Linked DNA regions of Mus musculus: all the other regions are linked to region 1. A link is a contact called in public HiChIP or PLAC-seq and promoter capture Hi-C data. All regions are on one chromosome and are shown on one strand. The core of a region is the stretch at or near the end of the contact, and the rest is flanking DNA. Distances in the headings are between cores, read along the strand shown.

Region 1 (2,880 bases), core at 104-2,603:
TGTATGGGGAAGGAAGAAAATTCTCGGGTTAATTCATCTTCAAGCATGTCTAAAGGTGGGAGGGCTTGCAGGGGGAAAGCACTCGAAATTCATTTCCCATGAGCTGTGAGCTTTATGCTCATTTGCCATCTGAAGAGCTTGGTTGTTTTTTCTTGAAGAGGACACACAAGCAACACTTATTTTGAACCCTTGAAGGACTGTTTTTCTGCTAAAAAGCCACACACACACACACACACACACAACACCCTTAAAGAAACAGGCCTTGTAGCAGGGTGGGGCCTAAGCAGGACCCTGGAGATGTGAATGCTAATATTTCGTAGCTCTACAGGGAAGCCTCTGGACTATTCTTATTTCCTTATTCAAATCGAAGTGCGCTGAAATATATGAAGCTGTGCATTAATGGCTTAAATTAAGTTACAGGTATGAATTTTACATAAATCAGATTAATATTATATGTCATGGTGGAATTTTAAACACTTCGTGTCCGTGCATTTTTTATTTCTGCATGCTCTAATTTAACACCCGCAAAGGATTGCATGTCTTAAGCCCACTTCTGCATCTGGATAGGTCCAAGAAAAACCCACCACGATCTTGGATCTTGTTTTATGTGTATTTACCTTCATCAGAAATCCTGCACTGGATCCGGCTTTCGACATTCTTTTCCTATATTTTTCTTTTACTAAGCTTTAGCCTGCATGTATATGCATACACACATACGGGAAGGCTACCCGTTTTCATTCCATTATAAGGGCTTCGCAATTGTGCAAAGATGAATGGTGATGCCGAAGGAGGATAACATGGACAAATGAACCAACTCGCTTCTTGAAAGCGAGTCCTTCTGAAAGCACTGGAATCTTAGGGACTGAAGGCCTGGGGACTGAACTCCCCCCCTTGAAGAGTGACAGGGGACCCACAAACAAGGCTCAGAGTCCCTCAGCAGCTTAGGCCCATGGAGAACGCATTCCAGCCAGCACATTCCCCTAGTTCTTCGTAGGAACTTCTCTCTCTCTTCCCCTCCCTCGGGCACTCTCCATCCTGGCCCGACTCCCACCCGGCTCTCATTTTCTCAGATTCACCCCTCCCACAGCGTTGACGGAATGGAGTGCCCTTCCCATTGGCCCGAGCGTCATTCCCCGAGGTGGCACTGTCCTCCTGATTGGCTGGTCACTCCCGACCCCCCGCCCATCCCCGCCCTCGGGTTGCCCGGCGCCCCGCCCTCGCCACCTCCCTCCGCGCCGCCGCCCGCGCGCCGAGCTCGCCCGCGTCCGGTTCTTGTGGCGACCCGGCCCGCGCGCTGGCCCCGCCCCCAAGGCGCGCGGCTCTACAAATACTGCTGTGCCGGAGCCGAGCGACGCTGTTGAGCTGGGAGGCGCGGTTGGAAGTCGTTACTTTGAGGGGGGGCAGTCACCGGGCGATCCACCTTAGTCGAAGCTCAGAAGGGAACGGCTCAGGGACCAGGGTGGGCTACTTTTTTTATTTTCCGGGGCTTTTGATTTTTCTTGTCTTTTGCTTCGGGCCGATTGTCGCTCACAAAAAAAGAAAAAAAACAAAAAAACAAAAACCTGAGATACCCTTTCCAAAACCCCGAGCAGCTCTCCGGTCGATTTCTGGAGCTCGGAGCCGCCGGGTGCTGCGAGCGCCGGACGCGCAGGAGAGGGGAGCAAAGCAAATTGCGGGCGGGGACCCGGAGCTCGCTCTACCGCTTGTCGCGGTCCTCTCGCGCAGGAAGCGCGCGATGAAGGCGGTGAGCCCGGTGCGCCCCTCGGGCCGCAAGGCGCCGTCGGGCTGCGGCGGCGGGGAGCTGGCGCTACGCTGCCTGGCGGAGCACGGCCACAGCCTGGGTGGCTCGGCAGCCGCCGCCGCCGCTGCGGCGGCCGCGCGCTGCAAGGCGGCCGAGGCGGCGGCCGATGAGCCGGCGCTGTGCCTGCAGTGCGATATGAACGACTGCTACAGTCGCCTGCGGAGGCTCGTGCCTACCATCCCGCCCAACAAGAAAGTCAGCAAAGTGGAGATCCTGCAGCACGTTATCGACTACATCCTGGACCTGCAGCTGGCGCTGGAGACTCACCCTGCTTTGCTGAGACAGCCGCCACCGCCCGCGCCACCTCTCCACCCGGCCGGGGCTTGTCCGGTCGCGCCGCCGCGGACCCCACTCACCGCGCTCAACACTGACCCGGTGAGAAGCCTTGGCGGGGCACCCTGGGCATCGCGGGAAAGGTGGCGGGGCGGCGAGATACGGGTGGTCTTGCTCCTCTCAGGGAATGACAGCCGCTTCTCCCGTCTCCACCGAGAGCCGCCTGCTGGGCTTGGTGATCCACTGGTCCCTGAGCCGAGGGCGGTTGGGACTTGGAGCCCTGCGTCTCCGGAGTGTCCCTTGCATCACAGGAGGCTTCCCCAGCTTCGGGCTCGGGTGGGGACTCTGCTCGCCTGCCTAGTTTTCCAGGACGTCTCCTGGGTGGTGGCGACACTGTGATATGCGCACTCTAACCGTTTTTCCCCTTGGTGTTGGGTTGCTGTTCCAGGCCGGCGCCGTGAACAAGCAGGGTGACAGCATTCTCTGCCGCTGAGCTGCGATGGATGGCCAGGTGAGCGCTCAGGTCCCCGAATGGTTAGTGGGCTACCATGCTCGCACCTCCCCAGGGGCTGCCGGTGCCAGGCACTGCTGCGATCTTTGTCCCCTAGCATTTCGAAGCGTAAAAGCCCCGGGGACACCCATACCTCTCTGCCACCCAGTTAGCGAGACAGTCCACTTAGCTTTCCAACTCGGGGGGGGGGGATCACTCTCTGCGGAGCCTCATCAGCTGTGGTCCCCGCCGCCCTCGTTCCTCTGCCTGTGACCGACAGGCTCTGCTGGTCTCCTCTACCTCTGAGAGGACACCC
Region 2 (2,880 bases), core at 240-2,739, 1.2 Mb before region 1:
AACTAAAAAAAAATTCCACAGTTCCAACCTGCCCTTTAAATCATTGGTGATCATATGTCTTGAATCTGTGAACCAGCAAACATGTCACAAAGGCAGTAATGTAAGGAAATGTCCTGTTGTTGCATGATTTAGCTTCTGTGCTTAGGATTAAAGAAGGACCATCCCCATCAACTCTGGGAACGGAAATGCACTTCACAGCCAAGTATTTGCTAACAAAAGGCTTTTCCCTGATGCTCATGTCAGGGGGCAGAGTCCAGCATTCTGAGAGGTCGGAGGGAAGTATGGGATTATTGTGGATACAGAAAAGCAAGAGAATCGCTCTCCTCCCATCTCCACTCTCTATCAGAAGCTGTGATGCCCAAAGGTGCCCTACAGAAACAAGGGCTCTCCTGAACACAGAAGAAAGATCTTTAGCCCACCCAGCTCTACCTCACCGAAGCTGGGGCTGTTAAACACAACCACTTAGCTGTTGTAACAGCGCCTCAGAGTGGTGCTCACTGATCATTTTTTGAGAAAAAAAAAAATTCTAAAAACAATAAAGGTGCAAAGTACAAGGTTGAGAAAAGACAGATCCGCAATAACTCCCACTAACAAACGTTTACGTCCAATATGCCTACCTAAAAAACATCTTTTTCTGCCTAGGATTTTTTTTTTTCATTTTTAACAGAGGGTCTATCTAGAACTCACTATATAGTACAGGCTGACCTCTAGCTCGCCCTGATCCTCCTGCCTCAGCTTCCTCGTACACAACAATGCTTGGGTTCTGCTTTAGTTTTATTTTTGAATTTCATTAAACTGAAAAGCTAACTTCACTGAAGTCCACAAATCTCCAGGATGGCTCAGTATTTTACACGTGGACATTGTTATCTGAAACACACCACTAAGCAAGGGGCTACTTAATACATCGGACTCAAAGCATTTCTAGTCTGATCATTTATTCCCAGTTTTTGCTGCGGTTATCGGAACCCCTTTTCGGGACTCAAGTAGCTGGGTCATCCATGCTTTTCGGGAGCCCCATTCTGAAAAAACGCTGTAACAGGCTCACACAGTCTTAGCAGATGACCGCCTTTACTACCGGTTGAGAACTTACTTACCTTGGCTGCAGCTAGCTGCTTACCTCTCAGACACTAGCCCGCCTTTGTAAGCCGGGAGCTGTGCAAGGACTCACAGGCCCCGCCCCAGGGGCGAAGGCCCCGCCCAATGTGGTCTGATCCCACCCCGGAAAAGATTATCCAGGCTCCGGTCCTATAGGCCCTGCCCGGGGCGTGAGAACTCTGCCCAGGACACGCAGGCTCCGCCCAGCGTGCAGACCACGCCCAGGGCGCGCAGGCCCCTCCCAGGACCCTGTGACCCCACCCAGGCCGCCCAGGCCCCACCTTCAAACCTAAGCCCCGCCCCGAAGCAAGGTCTCCGCCCAGAACGCGTAGGGCCCCGCCCTTAGCAGCTGCCGAGATTGCGCAGTGGCGGAAATCATCGGGGCGGGGCGAGCGCCGGGACCCTCCTGCTCCCTGGGCCTGTGCGCTCCTCCCACTCCGGGTCACGGCGTGATAGGGGCGGAAGCGGCGGCGGCCGAGCTGCTGCAGCTGGCAGTGCGGATCAGGCCGTCCGGTGCAGCCCGGTGCAGCCCAGGGCAGCATTCGCCCCCTGGCCAGCGCTCTGAGGTAGGGACTCGAGCCTCACGCGGGCGCGCTTGGGGGTGGCGGCGGGCTTCGGGTGACAGCTCCGCACAAAGCGGCCGGCTGTGTGTTGAGCCTGGTCTGGAGGCGCGCGCGTTCCCCGGGGCTCCCCGGCGTCCCGCGTTTGGAAGGGGTGGCGTGGGGGACCCTGTGCAAGCCGGGGCTTCCCGCGCTGGGCTGCGGGGTTGCGGCGCCGCGGGCTTTCCCACTCGTCGCTCTCTTGGAACCCTGCAGGGAGCTGCTTGCGCCTCGGCCGGGCGGAGGTGAGTTGGGCGGCGGCTGCACCTGGCACTCTGGCGCCGGCACCAGCTGCGGACCGGGTGGACAGGACCCCAGTCTGGATTTCCACTCTGGGCTATGGGAACCCCGCAGCCTGGAGGAGGGGTCTTACTCTGGGATTCCACCCAGCGCTGTAGGGAACCCATCTACATGGAGGCAGGACCCCTTTCTCTGCTCCCACCCGGAGCTGTAGGAGCCCCTTAACGTAGAGGAGTTACCCCACTGTAGGAATCTCTTAGCCCAAAGGAGGGAACCCCACTCTGGGCTCCCACTCGGGGCCGTGGAAACCACCCCCCGCCAGTCGCGAAGAGAGACCCTAGGCTGCGGTCCCACTTGCGGACCAGGGAACCCCGTAGCCAAAAGGAGGGACCCTATACTGTGCTCCCACCAGGGACGTGGAAACCCCGCAGCCAGGAGGGGGGACACCAGACTGCCTTCCCCACTCAGGGTGGTCGGGAATCCCCAAAGCTTGGTAGGAGGGGCCCAGGCTTCCCTTCCCGCTCTGTGGTGGTGAGGAGAAACCCCACGCTGGGCTCCTGTGTGGGGCAGTGGGAGCACCGCGGCCAGGAGGAGGGATCCCAGGTTGCGATCCCCACCTTGGGCAGCGAGGCGCCGTCAGGTTCGCTGGTGTAGCGGATACCTTGGGCATCTGCCGCGAGGGCCGCTGATGAGGGCTCAAGCAAGCCTTCCTTGGGATTGCACACCACCAGGTCCCGGTCCATATGGCTGATAGTCGGCGCAGCTGGCCTGTAAGAGAAGCAGGCCCAGCTGCAGAAAGTTGGGGTTGAGTGATCTGGAACCCAGCCACCGAGGCCCAAGTTCTCGAGCAAGCAGCAGACCACGCCAGGTGTGGGGAATCCCTTTCTTAACCCAGGCACAGCTCAAAAAGCGTTGGTTAGTCTTCAGCCTCCCAACTCAAAGCAAT
Region 3 (2,880 bases), core at 170-2,669, 1.2 Mb after region 1:
AAGAACTCACAAAAGACCAAACTTGATGCAAACCACCTGAGGCTTTATTGGGGGGAAAGCCAGAGCTCTGGGGACGACTTGTATCCCACGCAGGGGTAGAGGAGTTGACCCCGAGGGGAAAGGGGTCCCAGTTTTTATAGGCCCTCACGGGGGGGGGGGGGGAGGAGAAGGGGGGAGTAGGGGATTTCCAGATCTAAACAATGTCTATTCTTAAGAAATGGGTATGGGAGGGGTACAAGGAAAGAGTCTGGTGCAGGTGGAGCAACTCTGGATTGGCCCGGCTGTGGTTACTGGGGAGATTTTTCGATTCTATCCCAGCAACCAATATCACAAACACCTCGCAGTGAGGTGCAGCAGTGGGCACACACCTGGGTTTAAGGAACGGTCAGAACATTGGCAGACACACGGGTTCAAGGCGCGGCCAGAGCATTGTGCACCTCTATTTTTCTAAATCAGTGAAGCTACTTTTACTAACAATGAAATCTATTTTGCCAATTTGAGGGCTTCTGTGACCTTTTACATTCTATTAGGATCTTTCAGTCTGTTGTTGGTGTCCTATTTAGAATGAACAGGTTTTTTTGTTTTTTTCCCAGTCTTCCTTGGAAAAATTAACACAAAAAAACCCATACTATCTGCCTGCATTAAGCTGGATTTTCTTCACATACACCAGTTACAGCAATATTCAGTGCTGTGGCCAAACAATTTAACACAAATATGAAAATTATGTTTGAGACAGGATCTCACTAAGTAACCCTGGCCGGTCTCGAACTCCTAGAAATCTCTTGCTTCCACATCCAGAATGCTGAGAGCATCACCATGTCCAGCCCCAAATCATTTTTAAGAGCACAAGGACCGCATATAATTCTTTAGGCAGCTCTACCAGGCAGGGCCAATCTTCCCCGCATTAAAGGATAAACTGAGGTCATTGCTTTCTGCTGGGATGGGGTGGGAGAGTCTATTGCCTCATCTGCATTTCTGGATGTCTTGGGGCAAAGGCTCCACGGTGAGGTTTCCTCGCCACGTTTCCCGGAGTAGTGTGAACACCACCTAATGGCTCTCTTGGCCGGAGCAAGGCCATTGAAGGTGCATCCCATTCTACAGATGTAAGCGGAGGCTCAGAGTCGCCCGGCGCCTTACTGCAGCCCCACGAAGATCCAGCCGTGGCCCTAGGACAGTGCGAGGGTGAGCGCCTCGGACTCGGGGCGCCAGGAAGCCGCCGGCCTCAAGGTCCGGGAGCAGATCCGGAAACCTCCCTTCCGGTTCCCAGGTCCGCGTTTCGGAAGTGAGTCACTCTGCCAGCACATAATATGGCTTCCACTCCACCTACCACCCTGGACGTCGAGGGTAAGGTGGGCGGGACCCGGAAGTTGACCGTTCTGGGAATGGCGGCCGCCGGGGGCGTGGCTTCCGGCGCTCCTTGCCTGCAAGTCGCCGCCGCTGAGAGCGCAGGCGGCAGCTGACAGGCGCTTTTCTTCAGACGGCTGCGGCGGGAGCCCTGCGAGGCGGGCGGCCTCCAGCTCTCGTCCCCACGTCCCGGCCCGCGAAGTTCCAGGGCGCCGGGGCATGGAAGAGGGGAAAATGGACGAGAATGAATGGAGTTACCATGGCGAAGGCAACAAGAGCCTTGTGGTGGCCCACGCGCAGGTGAGCGGCTGGCGGGCAGCCCGGCTCCGGGCCTCACCCGACGGCTCCCGAAGCTCTGTGCCTGGTACCGTCCAGGTACCCAGGTCGTGACTCTTCCTCCAGCTTCCGCCCGGGTGGTTCCCTGGCACCCCCACAGTACCCTCCTCTGCTCCATACTCATCCCCGGCACCCCTAGCTCCGTTGGCTCCCCTTTCCTCCTAGTGTCCCTTCTCGGTTCTCTCTGTCCCGTCAGTACTCTTTCCTCATGCGCTGTGCGTGCCGCGTGGCCTCACACCGTGCAGCCTCCCCCGGGATGCTCGTCTTACTGTCAGGCAACGGTGGGCCAGAGGCTGAGCCTGGACCAGGGCCTGGGCAGCACAGGGGAAAGTTCCCAGAGTGCTGTCAGCCCACCGAGTGGAGTTCAGCCTCGAGAAACCACAGAGCTGGTGTTCTGCCTTGCTGCTGCGCTGTCAGGAACGGGGCGCTGCCACAGGTTCGCGTCCCGATCATATACTTTAAATGGTTTCTCCTTCGTTCAACTTGAAAGGCGGTTTCAGAAGATGTAGTCCTTTCCAAGGAGGCGAATTTAAAGGAAGAGAAGCATATGGATGGATCTGTGTGCAGCCCCAGATTTCTCTGACATTTTGCTGCCTGATTACAAGCTAGCAGGAATGTGGTGGGCTGGGGGAGTAGAAGGCGGGGAGGTGTCATGTGAGAAGGTTAATAACTCAGGGAGCTGGGGTGATTCACACCTCCACCACTGAGAAGCAGTAGGCTGCATTAGGAAAGTGAAGAGAGGAATAGGATGTACTTTTGTCTCTCTGAAGTTCAGATTGTATGGAGCTGTACTGAGTGTTGAGCAGCCTAGAGCTTGGGTCTTGTGTCTAGTTGGCACCTCTGACCTCCTGGTGTATTTGTTCAGAATGTAGACTGAAGAGGAGAAGGCCCCTCTTGGAAGTGTTTTAAGGCCTTTTGTGACCAAGGAGTGCTAATGTAAGTGGGGTGGAGAAACTCTGCTCCCTTCGGTCCTGGGCATGTCTGTAGTCCCCCTTCTCCTTTGAGAGCAGGTGAGCTTTGTTTCTCTGCTCAGCTTCCCAGGCCTGTCTCATCCAGTCCTGGAGAGAGGGAGGCTTTTACCTAGCCTCCCCAGGCATGCTCACTCTTTCTGATCGAGCATCAGTCACTGAGTTGAAAAGCTCTTCTAAAGTCCCCTGTCAGCCCTTCCTCCTCTGTAGCATGCATACACAGCTATCCTTA
Region 4 (2,880 bases), core at 169-2,668, 1.1 Mb before region 1:
CACTTTTTGCTAATACATATTTTTCTCACTAAACCAATTTTGATCCTATCACAGGTGTGGTCTCGCCCAGCCCCTAAATACCCTCTTTAAACTCATTTGTTTGGGTTAAAATAACTAGGACTTTGCAAGCTCAAATGTCTTCTGGTTGTATGATTTTAGGTTCCTTTTTTTGTGTTTTGTTTTTCAAGATAGGCTTTCTTTGTGTAGCCCTGGCTGTCTTAGAATTCACCCTGTAGATCAGGTTGGCCTCGAATTCAGAGATCTGCCTCCCTGAGTGCTGGGATTAAAGGCAAGTACCACTCAGACCTTTAGGTCCCTATTGTGTATTCTACTGTCTGCAGTCCCTCTCTTCCCCTCTAGCTTTACATATAGGGGCATGCGCATGCGCACGGTGTTCTGAACTGGGCTTTCCCAGCAGCTGAGAGGTGGACTGCTTCCTTACAGCACCCGTTTACCTGTCCCAGGAAGCATCTGTGAGCCCCATTCCCTTCAGGAAGTACATCCTGACCTTAGCTGCTAAAGGAAAGGAAGGTTGCAGAAAGCCCACAGAAAAATCCCTGTGCCAGAGATCTTTCAAAACTGCAATGTTCAACAGGTTTGGGCTTGTTCTTGTGACCTGTAGGGGCTGGCAGTGAGAGTGAGGGTTTGCCATTTATTAAAAACACAGTAATAATTAAGCATCCGCTGTCATGGCGGCTTGCTACTCCTGTTTTCTGGAATAGCTGTTGGATTTCCATTAAGTGAAAATATAACTAGTTACCTTACATGTGCTTCTCACGTCTTTTATTGACAAAGCACTTGAAGTGAAATCACTGTAAGTATACTAAGGCTTCTAACTTGATTTGCCCACATCAGATGCACTTGGACAGCTAAAGTACACACTTGAGTTGAGGTGGGTCGCGCGGAGGGTGATGGTGGTGGGGGTAGGAAGGGTTTGAGGGAGGTGAGCAGGCAAGTCAAGGGCTGTTAAAAGAAGAAGAGGAAAGGTGGCCTGTGAAGACACACAGAGACTGCAAGAGCTGCAGGCCAAGCAAGGTGAAGCTTGCGGGTGAGCAGGAGGAAGCGCAGTGGGGGGTGCTGCTCACACCCGGCGCAGGATTCCTGGGGCAACGCCAGGTCCCCGACCTGAGAGCCACTGCTCTGCGCTCTGCCTGCATGGGATCGGACAGGGTTAAGGCCATCACCTGCAGTCGAAGTGCGACCCAGATGGGAAGTAGGAAGTGCGGCGCCGAGCTTCCTGTATAAATAAACGCTCTGGCTGCTGCGCGCCCCGAGCTGCTGGCTGGTTCTGCAAGGTTCCTGCCTGTCAAGACAAGGAGGCGGAGAGGGACTCCTCCTCTTCCCGAGCTGTAGGTCTGGGCGTGGAGTCCTGTGGCAATCCTGCAAAAGTGTAAAGCTGTCAGCCGGGCGGAGCACTCAGGGAGAGGGAAGAGAATGAGAGAGCCCTTCCTCCGCGGTGTGCCCGCTGCCCCGGCTGGCCCAGGCTGGACCTGCTAGAGAGACGCCAAGCAGCCTGAGGACTTCAGCTCCAGCCAGGTAGGTCTAGAAGGGGTGCTAGTGCGCAGGATACAGGCGCTGCAAGCCAAGAAGGCTGCTAGCTAAAATACGGAGAGGGACGGGACCGAGGCTACCCGGTGGTTATGGCTAAATTCTATTTCCAGGGCTTAAGCCATGCAGAACTGCATGCATTCCAATGCTTCAAACACCTGTTAACTTTATTTATTTTTAAAATAAGTGCTTTTGAAAAGGTCGAAACAAATCAGTTTACTTTCTAATAGAGTGATCTCTATAGACCTTATCATAAACTGCATATCGGATCAGTCCTCTGGTGTGTCTCCGGGAGAGACAGTTGGCTGTCTACCTTCTGTTATTTGGAAATGCACAGTAGTATGTTGACACACAAAGCTATGAATAATACGTTACGTTAACCGTGGATTCTGGGCTATACGTTATGGTGATTATTTTTTATCAGGTAATTGCTGATAAGAGAGAGAGAGGCTCTGCCCTGTTTTCAAGTTGATGTTAGAATGAAACTGATCCCGTTTTTTCACCCAGGAAGGGTATCTTGGCGAGCTCCTCCCAGGGCCCTTTCCGGGGATTCTGCTGTTAATCTTACACACACACCCCTTGCCGAATTCTCAGAAGACAGTTCTCTGTATGTTTCCACTGGTTTCTTTCTTCGCACTTTCAGCCCCAGCGACCTTATCAAAACCCGAGCTGGAACCCTTACCACGGGGCTTCTGGCTAGGCACTTCTGTCGGTTTTAGCGCAGGAGGTATGGCCTGAAGGACATGGTCCTCAGCATTTCTGAAGCAGCGGCTGAGGGGTGTCTCTGCCCAGAAGCAAAATAAATGAACTTTGAGATGACTCAGTTTTTAGGGTGTGGGCAAGAGGCAAAAGGAGCCCAGCCAGCCTTCACGGGGCTGTTGGCAGTTAAAGTATCTGCCGCAGCTTCCCCTGAGGTGAGTCTCTAGCTCTCTGCTTCCATTCACAGATGATCCCTCGCTGGGTCCCTCCTCCTCCTCACTGGCTCTTTGTAAACCTCACTCCTTTTCCTCATGGGCATCATACCCTTAAGTGTTTCCGAAACTACCTTGAACTGAAAGAGAGGGAGAAAAAAAAGGGAAAGAAATCTAAAGCAGACCCACAAACCCACTTGGAGATAGCTGTGTAATGAAGTGCAAAGCTACCAGTTTCTCCACCCCACAGCCTGCCCTTGGGCACCGCGGTTAGCATTTTCTGCTTTGCAGTGGGCATCAAGTTGGAAGTAGTGGAAGGAGGGAGAAAGGGAGGGAGGAGGGAAGGGTGGGAGGTGGGGAATGAGTTAGTTCTGTTTCTGAAGTACCTTCTAAGAGCCTTCACTCATCCAGAATGAAGAAC

Evidence for each region. Promoter capture Hi-C pulls out the DNA fragments that hold promoters and counts their contacts. HiChIP or PLAC-seq counts read pairs in DNA pulled down with a chosen protein or histone mark. Capture Hi-C pulls out chosen DNA fragments and counts their contacts.
Region 2: a promoter capture Hi-C map of adipose tissue shows a contact between it and region 1, with 5 times the contacts expected there. The contact joins the promoter of Kdm1b here to the promoter of Id4 in region 1. A contact is called at or near these places in 1 of 39 promoter capture datasets (liver), 1 of 484 Hi-C or Micro-C datasets (embryonic stem cells), 1 of 115 datasets of contacts at active chromatin or transcription factors (neural tube) and 1 of 9 other capture datasets (adipose tissue).
Region 3: a promoter capture Hi-C map of second pharyngeal arch cranial neural crest shows a contact between it and region 1. The contact joins the promoter of Ippk here to the promoter of Id4 in region 1.
Region 4: an HNF4G HiChIP or PLAC-seq map of pancreatic cancer cells shows a contact between it and region 1. The contact joins the promoter of Rnf144b here to the promoter of Id4 in region 1. A contact is called at or near these places in 3 of 39 promoter capture datasets (cranial neural crest, embryonic stem cells and second pharyngeal arch cranial neural crest) and 3 of 115 datasets of contacts at active chromatin or transcription factors (astrocytes, forebrain and pancreatic cancer cells).

What each region holds. Positions count from the first base shown.
Region 1 is chr13:48,259,763-48,262,642 of GRCm38.p6, forward strand. Id4 (inhibitor of DNA binding 4) reads left to right here and starts at 1,354. Exons shown (of 3, transcript NM_031166.3): 1 at 1,354-2,176; 2 at 2,523-2,585. The coding sequence starts at 1,736. The coding sequence ends at 2,567. A330033J07Rik (RIKEN cDNA A330033J07 gene) reads right to left here and starts at 2,861. Exons shown (of 3, transcript NR_102303.1): 1 at 2,158-2,861.
Region 2 is chr13:47,042,010-47,044,889 of GRCm38.p6, forward strand. It overlaps Kdm1b (lysine (K)-specific demethylase 1B), which reads left to right and starts at 1,490. Exons shown (of 21, transcript NM_172262.3): 1 at 1,490-1,661. It overlaps Tpmt (thiopurine methyltransferase), which reads right to left and starts at 1,208. Exons shown (of 9, transcript NM_016785.2): 1 at 1,095-1,208.
Region 3 is chr13:49,419,823-49,422,702 of GRCm38.p6, forward strand. It overlaps Ippk (inositol 1,3,4,5,6-pentakisphosphate 2-kinase), which reads left to right and starts at 1,420. Exons shown (of 13, transcript NM_199056.4): 1 at 1,420-1,644. The coding sequence starts at 1,564.
Region 4 is chr13:47,192,585-47,195,464 of GRCm38.p6, forward strand. Rnf144b (ring finger protein 144B) reads left to right here and starts at 1,419. Exons shown (of 8, transcript NM_001170643.1): 1 at 1,419-1,536.